Linked DNA regions of Mus musculus: all the other regions are linked to region 1. Evidence: chromatin contacts called from public HiChIP or PLAC-seq data. All regions are on one chromosome and are shown on one strand. Each heading gives the region's core, a stretch centred on a gene start, on an enhancer-like site or on the middle of the called end of the contact. The rest is flanking DNA. Distances are from core to core; before and after follow the strand shown.

Region 1 (2,700 bases), core at 3-2,502:
GGCCATTTGTATGAGACTGTATAGCTCCTAGACACTTTTAGAGTCCATTCAACTAATTCTGATAAATTATTCAACGGGGGCAAAGAGGGCTAGGGAGATAGCTGTTGCAGGATATTTGATCACACTGTGAACCCTGAGGTTGTGTTCTTTGCCAGAAAAACCTGTTTCTAGTTGAGGTGTGGCTCAGCCTTAGCACACACCTTTAATCCAAGAGCTTTCTGCTTGAATGTTGTAAGCGAGATTAAATAAAGCCAACCATGGGTCAAGTGATGGAACAAGCAACCAGTTGACCGTAAGTGAACAAAGGATCGTTAATAAAAAAGAGAGAGTAAGGGAGCCGGGAGGACAGAGATGCACAGGAAGTAGAAAGGAGGGACATTCAGTTTAAAAAAGGGTGTTTTGAGACAGTGTGAGAGAGGTGCATGCCTCCAGGGTTGTCAGCTGAGGAGGAAAGGCACCTGGTGCTTTCTCTGCCTCTCTCAGCATCAGGCTTCTACCCCAGCATCTGCCTTCTGTGTCTTCATTGGTAAAATTGAACAAATGGGATTTTGTTTTAAAAACAAAAAACAGTTCAGCTGTTAAGAGCTCTTCTGCCCTTCCTAAGGATTCAAGTATGTTCAGTTTCTAGCACCCTAAGTGGGTAGCTCAGCACTGTCTATAACTAAAACTCAAGCACAAAGGTATACATGCAACACCCCCTTCTAGCCTCTGTAGCCATAAACACATGTGGCACACATGCACATGCATACTGATCTAGACAGTGAAACTGAAATCATCCACAAATCTCTGTTGGTTTTTTTTTTTTTTTTTTTTTTTTTTTTTTTTTTTTTATGGTGGTTCAAATGAGCAATGCCCTGCATGGAGACACGTATATTTAAACACTTGGTTCTCAGTTGGTGGCAGTGTTTTCAAGGTTTAGGAGTTGCAGCCCTGCTGAAGGAAATGTCTTACCAGGGCAAGAGTTAGAGTAAGTACTCTCACCCCACTCCAGTTCACATCCTCTCTGCCTTTATGTTTCCAGTTCAGACTGTGCCCCTCCCCCACCCTCTGTCTTTCTCTCTCCCTCAGCTTCCTGATCTTAGTAATACCTCCCCACCAATGATGGACTCTATGCTTCTGGAAAAGTAAACCCAAATAAAGTCTTTCTTCTATGTTGCCTTGACCCGTTCGTTACTTTCCTACCACTCTGATCAAACACCATGACCAAGACAACCTGTAAAAGAAAGCATTTACGTGAGCTTACAGTTCCAGAGGGCTTAGAATCCATGATGGCAGAACCAAGGCATAGTGGAAGAAACAGCTGAGCGCTCACTTATTGATCTGCAAGCAGGAGACAGAGGGCACATGAGTCTGCTAGGAGACTTTTGAAGCCTCAAAGCCTGACCCTAGTGACACTCCTCCTCCAACAAGGTCACACCTTCTAATCCTTCCAAAATAGTTCTACCAACTGGGGATCAAGTATTCATATACATGAGCTTACGGACGATATTCTCATTCAAACCACCAGAGTATTATTGTTGTTGTTGTTGTTATTATTATTATTTTATATTGCCAATATTCTCACAACGGGAAAAAAATTCACATCAACCCCGAGTAAGCCTTTTTCCTATTTACCTTTCCCACCCTTTCCCAGCTTGTAGCCAACTGCCTTGTCCTTGGATATTTGTTCAATGTCGAGCAGAAAACTGAATTAGTTTTCTACTCTTACACAACTCATCATCTCTAAAAGTTGACATCCTTGGAAAGTCAAAATATGGGGACAGTTTCCCAGTTATCCATCACAACAACGTTAAGAACTGTAGGGGAAATGGCAGTACTCCACTATCCAAAAGTAACAGAATGATTGAACACGCTACAAGGCTAATTGCATAAAAGACTGTGCACCATTTCGAAGGTTGAGAGTGGAGAGGAAGCGGCTATATGAGAACTGCTCACACACAGCTTTCACAGAGACATGGGGTCCCTCTGAGGCTCTGACGGGTAATTAAGAACATCTATCACTACTCTGTGTAACCTGTGAAGACACTCTTGCTCTGCTCGTTCCCATCTCGGAACAAGGCAGTGGTATTTGGAGCCACTTCCTTCACATCCATTACTAGATAGATCCTCATAATATCCAGAGGTAAACTACCAACCACCTATGTCAGCTACTCTTTAAGGAGTAGCAACCTATTTGTAGTCACTATAGTCAGTAAGGCTTGGTGAGTGGTTCATGGATGAGATTCCAGAGTTAAAGAATGCCAGCGCAGACTGGGTGAGAAGTCAGTCCCACCATGCTGCCTATTTGAATGCAGATTGATATCCACTCCCAGCCAAAACACAGAGAATTTATTTATTTTTCCTTCCCTTTCCTAGTCTTATGTCACCCTGAAACCAAAAAGCACATGATATAGCAAAATATTATGGTGTAAAATGAAAAATATATTACACCTTTGGGCTAAAAAAAATGTTGTGCTTATGAGACAAATGAAAAGCAGAATCGATGTGTCCTGCCTCTTAAAGTGAAGAATTGCCCTTCAAAAAAGAAAGGGGCCTTCAAGGATGTCTTATGAATTTTTAAAAAAAAAAAAAAGTTCTTTTACACACAACTATTTATGAGCAATCATCTCCTGAGACACCACATAAAGATCTTCTACACATTTAGATGTTTCTGTAAAAACAATGAGGAGTGACCAGAAAGGATCAGAGATTTTGAGAACA
Region 2 (2,700 bases), core at 147-2,646, 130 kb before region 1:
TGTCTCAAACTGACAACCAACATTAACCATTATAGTACTTAAGATAAAATCCAGCACCAAATAAATATTTTATTAGAATTCTGTGTGAAGTTTATGTGTGTTTCTCTCTGTGTGTGTGTGTGTGTATGTATCTGTGTATATGTTTGGTGTGTGTGTCTATGTGAGTGTATGTCTGTGTGTGTGTGTTATGTGTGTATGTCTTGTCTCTGTATGTCTGTCTCTGTGAGTGTGTCTGTATATATGTGGGTGTATGTCTCTGTGTGCCTGTGTGTGCATATGTGTGTATTTCTGTGTGTGTGTGTGTGTGTGTGTGTGCGTGTATGTCTTGTCTCTGTATGTCTGTCTCTGTTATATGTGGGTGTATGTCTCTGTGTATCAGTGTGTGCATATGTGTGTGTTTCTCTGTGTGTGTGTGTTTCTCTATGTTGAGACAAACTAAGATGCAGGCTGATCTTACACTATTATTAAAGTGCAGTTAATGATTTTATATGGGAGCTTGGTAGAGACAAAAGAACACAGCCTGGCAGTGAATAAGGATTATGTAGTTACAGTAAAATTGAAGTCATTCACTGCTTCCAGCTCCTGGTATCAAACACAACAGACCATGCCAGGCTCTGCTGAAGTTACAACACTAAGTGTGCATGGTGACAAAGTGGACCGCGCAAAGGAGAAAGTAAATATAGAAACTGCATAGTGGAACAGAAAAGGAAAACCAGAGGGAAGATGGTGGGGGCGGGGGGATATCACTCTCTTGCACAAAGAGGATCCCAGACACTGTCAAGTTAGGACAAGAAGTAGAGGGACATTATCAATATCCTACTGAAAGGGGCCAGAAAGCCATCTAAGCTCAGACGTGGGCGTGTGGATAAAAAGAGGAACAAAGTTGGTTTTCCAGGGCAGGTTATCAATGGATACCACCTAAAGGTAACAAAGTATCAACTAATAGAATAAGAACACCACCAAAAGACGCTTTTATTAAATTGCCGGAACTAAACCTGAGACAGGAAAGAGTATACATTGTGGAATACATTATGGGCAAAATGTCAAGGTGGGTGGCCACTCCTTTTGTTACAGGTTCTTCATTACCATGTAATTTGCTTTCAAGTACATATAGTTATTTTAAATTTTAAAAATTGGGGCAAAATTTGGTCTACCAGATGCCTTCTAGAGACACAGGATCTATGTCCAAATTCATGCAAAATTTAAAAATTAAATCGAATAGGAGGATTGGGGTTGGTCACGTATTCGAACAGATTTGTGGGACAGTCGTCATTTTGTGAACAGTTCTATGGAGACCTGAAAGTTGTTTTCTTTCCCAGTCAGGGATCTGTGCACAATCTCTGTTGAAAACCCTCCCAGCAATCTTTGTTAGCTGAAGTTCTTGCAGTACCCAGAAGGTGGAGCCACAACCAACCAAATTCCTGCTTTCTAGTGGACCAGCTAACAGGCCTTGAAGCCAAACGTAGTGAGCAATTTCCCCTGTGCAGAGAAAGTTACACAGTTACACGTAGCTACATTTCTGTGCCCTCTGAAGCTGTGGTTAAATCTGGTTTGTAATTTCAGGAAACTATCAGTGTTTCTCCCACAGTCCTTCCCACTGGGAGTAGATAAAGCATAAAAGTCAGGATTCCTCACTATCCCAGGTATGACAACGCCCTCTCAACACAAGGCTCTGCGCCTAGTTATGAGGAATCTCTCCTACGTATTATGAATCCAGGGTCAGCTGCAAAGCTATCACAGCACAAATACAATCACCCCGGTGGCTACACTGACCAGAGCGTGGCCCTGACTTGGGTTTACTCATCCTGAGATGTGCCTACTGCATCCTGGCACAGAAATATGCACATTATTTCCTGCCTTACTTTAATAAATACATTTTTATCAGCTAGTCCTAGGTCAAAAGTTACATGAAAGTCCATTTCATTGCCTCTGGTATGCTTTGGTGTGTGTGTGTGTGTGTGTGTGTGTGTGTGTGTGTGTGTGTGTGTGTTAACCACAGATATCATTCCTTGGGCATCAACCACTTATTTAAAGACTGGGTTCCTAACTGGCCTGGAGTTCACCAAGTAGGCTGGTTGTCTGGTGAGCCCAGTGATCTGGTGATCTGCCTGCCTTGGCTCCCCAGCACTGAGTCACAAGCATGGGTCACCATACCCAGCTTTTTAAACATGACTTGAATGGACTGGGCTCAGGTCTACATGCCTACACAGCGGGCACTTTACTAGTTAAGTCATCTCCCTGGCCCCTTTCCTGAAAGGCTGGAACAACTCTCTCCTTCCACTCTGTGTGTTCCAGAATGAACTCAGGAGGCCAGGTGTGGCAGCAAGAGCCTTTACCCACTGAGCCATCACTTGGCCCAACTTTGCTTCTTGAACTGAACCGTATCAGGCACATCTCCACGTCAAAAACACAGCTGTACATAATACCTTGAAAGATTAATGGTATTTCGTTATATAATCATATCAGAGCCCAAGATAAATGGTATTTCGTTATATAATCATATTAGAGCCCATTTAATCAATCTCCTTTGACAGACAAGCACACTGTTTGCATTCCATTCTGTCTACTGCCTGGTACTGGCTATAATTTCTTGCTTCGTTTCATTGTGGCTGTTTTGGCTGTGACAGGAGACAGTATGAGTCTCTCTGAAAGTTCTTCCGCAGGCCATCCACAAAGGCTAGGTCCCAGTAGGTGACAGTA
Region 3 (2,700 bases), core at 95-2,594, 150 kb after region 1:
GGCTTCCAATGCTATCTGACAACATTTGCCATCTGGTTGGTGGGAGGTAGGTGTGTGCCTGAATATTCTAAAGAATGTACCTAATGGTCACAAAGCTGTTAGCTTACACATAAAGGAAGGCAATAAATGGCTGCCAAGGAGGCTAAAAATGGCACAGATAATGTTGTTTGTGGACCTGGAACATTCCACAATCAGAGGTTTAAACAGCTCATCAGACTAGCAGGCCATTCAAAGGAAGATACCTTTTTCTGGAATGTTCCCTTACAACCATTAGAAACTATGTTTCAGGAAAGATTGTTGATGTTGAAAGATTAATCTTATAGATCTGAGCATTTATCTCACAATGGAATCCACATACCTTTTCTAGGCTTTGGTGTGCCTGACAATGCTACAGGTAAGACAGAGAGAAGATGAGAATTTTTCATTGTTCATTAGTCTCAAAAATAAGCTCCTGTCTCCCAGTTCCTTGAAGCAGAGAGCAAGAGGACTATTGACAGCTTAATCTTTGGCAACTAAGGTACCCAACACTAAGAAGTTTTATAATCTCTCATCTTTATAACACCACAGCTACCATCTCAGACACAAGGTCTAACTGGAAGACAATGGGAATTTAAGCAAAGTTTACAAACTCATGAGCAAAATTTCACTCCCAATGTTCACTGTCTGGGGAGCTTTTGGATAGGCTCAGCTTGGGTTCCCAAGGATGCTTCCCACATCTATATAAGTGGATAATAAGTAGCCTTGAAAACGTTCAGAAAAATAGATGAAATAAACACTATTGTGCTTTGGTTTGTTTAGGTTTTGCTACTTGGCTCTCGCTGGCCTCAAACTCGCAGTGATCTTCCTTCTCAGTCTCCTGGCACTGAGATGTCTTAGTCGCCCTGGCTACACATGCAGCTAATTTCCTATTTAAATTTTAAGGAGTACAGACTACCTATCGATCTAGCCCAGAATTTGTTGTTCCAGTGAATACCGGAGCCATAAAGAATCTGACTCTCCAAGTAAAGGTCACAGCTGACTGCTAGAAACGTCTGGCTGCGCCCTCTGGCCTAGATTCGGGTCCAGCTCTCCCGGGCAGCCCTCTGGAAAGAACGTGACCTTCGGGCTCCGGTGACACTGGGCACACAGTCTTCTTCTCCGGGCCAAGCACAGAAGTTTAGGCTCGGGCAAGGTCGGGAGCAGGACGCATGCGCAGAGGGCCTTCAGGCCACTCCCTCTTCTGGCCCAGGTCCGGACCCGAGACCCTCCCTCATCTAGCCCCGCCTCCCAGGCCACACCCCTTGAGCCTGCAAAGACCACGCCCAAGGTCTTCTGCTTGGACCCGTCATCCCTCTGTCTCTCAGCCGAAGTCAGTCTGAGAGCTCAGACCTCATCTGTGTGTAAAGGGACTCCCTAGGCCACGCCCCCGAGGTCTGCAGACTTTGACCCGCACGCCTCCGCACCCCTAGAGTCTAAGGCCCGCCCCTCTCCTCCCTCCAAGCCACGCCTCCTGGGGGCGGGACCCCCGTCCGTTTTGCTTGCTGCACGGAGGTGGTCGGAGGCAGCAGATCGAGGAGCCATCATGGCAGCGGCGTTCCGCAGAGGCTGCAGGGTGAGCGGGTGACCGGGTGGTATCGGGAGGGTCGGCCCTACGCGGCCTGGGGGAAAGCGGGAGCCTGCGGGCGTCCCCCCGCGCTGCCTGCCGCCCTCCCTCACTGATCTCCGGGCTCTGACCCCTGCAGGCGTGGCCCTGCGGACCTGCTTCATTCTGGGTCAATGGGCTCAGCCACTTCTCTCCAGTCACCCACGCTTCTTGAAGGGAACCCGGTGTCAGAACCCTGCTGTGGCAGAGGCGATCACTTCCAAAAAACTTTGACTGTAGTCCCACCCCAGGAAGGCATCAGTGTGTGGTTCTGTAGCCACGGGCGTGAACAAGTGTTAGGATCCAAACAGGTTGATCCTGGGTGTGCACAGAACACAGGCACAACACGAAGGAAAGGGAAGTGGGCCGCTCCGCTCGCACCAACAGGGTTAGGACGCCTGTGGTTTTGTGATGTACAGGCACCCTTCCAAAAAACAAAAGGGAGACAAGCCTACCGAAGAATTTTCATGAAGCTTGCTTTCTAAATGTTGTACCCTGCAGAGTTTTGTCTCCTAAGCTGTTTTAACCACTAGTTTGTTATATTAGCGATGTGTTCGTACAAACCTCCATTTATACCACCTAAAACTGGACTGAAGTTGCCTCTGGCACCGAAAGCTGTAGTTTTAGAATTTACAACACCATTACTATACAACTCAACAGGTTCTGAAAGCAGAAATTGAAGGGTTTTAAAGTTATTTTTTATTCTGACAACAGAACTACAGGTTTCTTGGTGCCTCCAAGGACAAGAGAGGGAAAGTCTAACACCATAACAAAACAGAAAATGCATTCCTTTATCCTATTTTTCACACCGGGATAAAACCAAGAGTCAAATTTCTAAGTAATTCGTTACTTAGTTATGCTGTAGTTGCGGGCTTGAAGACTAAAGTTAGTAGTGTTCCCATATTGGAATTCCTTGGTTTTGGCAGAGAGCCAGGAATAATAAACGCAATTCTCTTCTGACTTTAGAGTTTCAGAGTGTCGTCGTTCTTTATATTGGGTCTCATTTTGTAGTCCAGGGTGGTGCGGCGCTCACAGCTTCACCTCTGCCTTCAAGCCTGGCTGTCTTATTTTAATAATCT

The links. HiChIP or PLAC-seq counts read pairs in DNA pulled down with a chosen protein or histone mark.
Region 2: an H3K4me3 HiChIP or PLAC-seq map of the SCID.adh cell line shows a contact between it and region 1, with 28 read pairs. The contact joins two enhancer-like sites. A contact is called at or near these places in 9 of 484 Hi-C or Micro-C datasets (the AtT-20 cell line, cortical neurons, embryonic stem cells and 4 more), 3 of 115 datasets of contacts at active chromatin or transcription factors (the SCID.adh cell line, T-cell acute lymphoblastic leukemia and fetal liver) and 3 of 9 other capture datasets (adipose tissue, liver and pancreatic islet).
Region 3: an H3K4me3 HiChIP or PLAC-seq map of the SCID.adh cell line shows a contact between it and region 1, with 16 read pairs. The contact joins the promoter of Acadm here to the enhancer-like site in region 1. A contact is called at or near these places in 2 of 484 Hi-C or Micro-C datasets (nephron progenitors and pre-megakaryocyte-erythroid progenitors) and 3 of 115 datasets of contacts at active chromatin or transcription factors (the SCID.adh cell line, bone marrow-derived dendritic cells and embryonic stem cells).

The regions. Positions count from the first base shown.
Region 1 is chr3:154,094,268-154,096,967 of GRCm38.p6, reverse strand. All of the region lies in intron 1 of Slc44a5 (solute carrier family 44, member 5), which reads right to left. Gm40185 (a long non-coding RNA gene) reads left to right here. Exons shown (of 3, transcript XR_003954594.1): 1 at 1-2,700. Among named protein-coding and RNA genes, the nearest start is that of Gm40185, 3.8 kb to the left of the region's middle. Within about 2 kb of position 1,252, at least 2 of the 459 cell types and tissues checked have an H3K27ac peak or open chromatin away from gene starts, as enhancers often do. A contact at or near this core is called in the SCID.adh cell line, where this site is marked.
Region 2 is chr3:154,225,282-154,227,981 of GRCm38.p6, reverse strand. All of the region lies in intron 4 of Slc44a5 (solute carrier family 44, member 5), which reads right to left. Among named protein-coding and RNA genes, the nearest start is that of Gm40184, 22 kb to the right of the region's middle. Within about 2 kb of position 1,396, at least 4 of the 459 cell types and tissues checked have an H3K27ac peak or open chromatin away from gene starts, as enhancers often do. A contact at or near this core is called in the SCID.adh cell line, where this site is marked.
Region 3 is chr3:153,943,287-153,945,986 of GRCm38.p6, reverse strand. It overlaps Acadm (acyl-Coenzyme A dehydrogenase, medium chain), which reads left to right and starts at 1,344. Exons shown (of 12, transcript NM_007382.5): 1 at 1,344-1,591. The coding sequence starts at 1,562.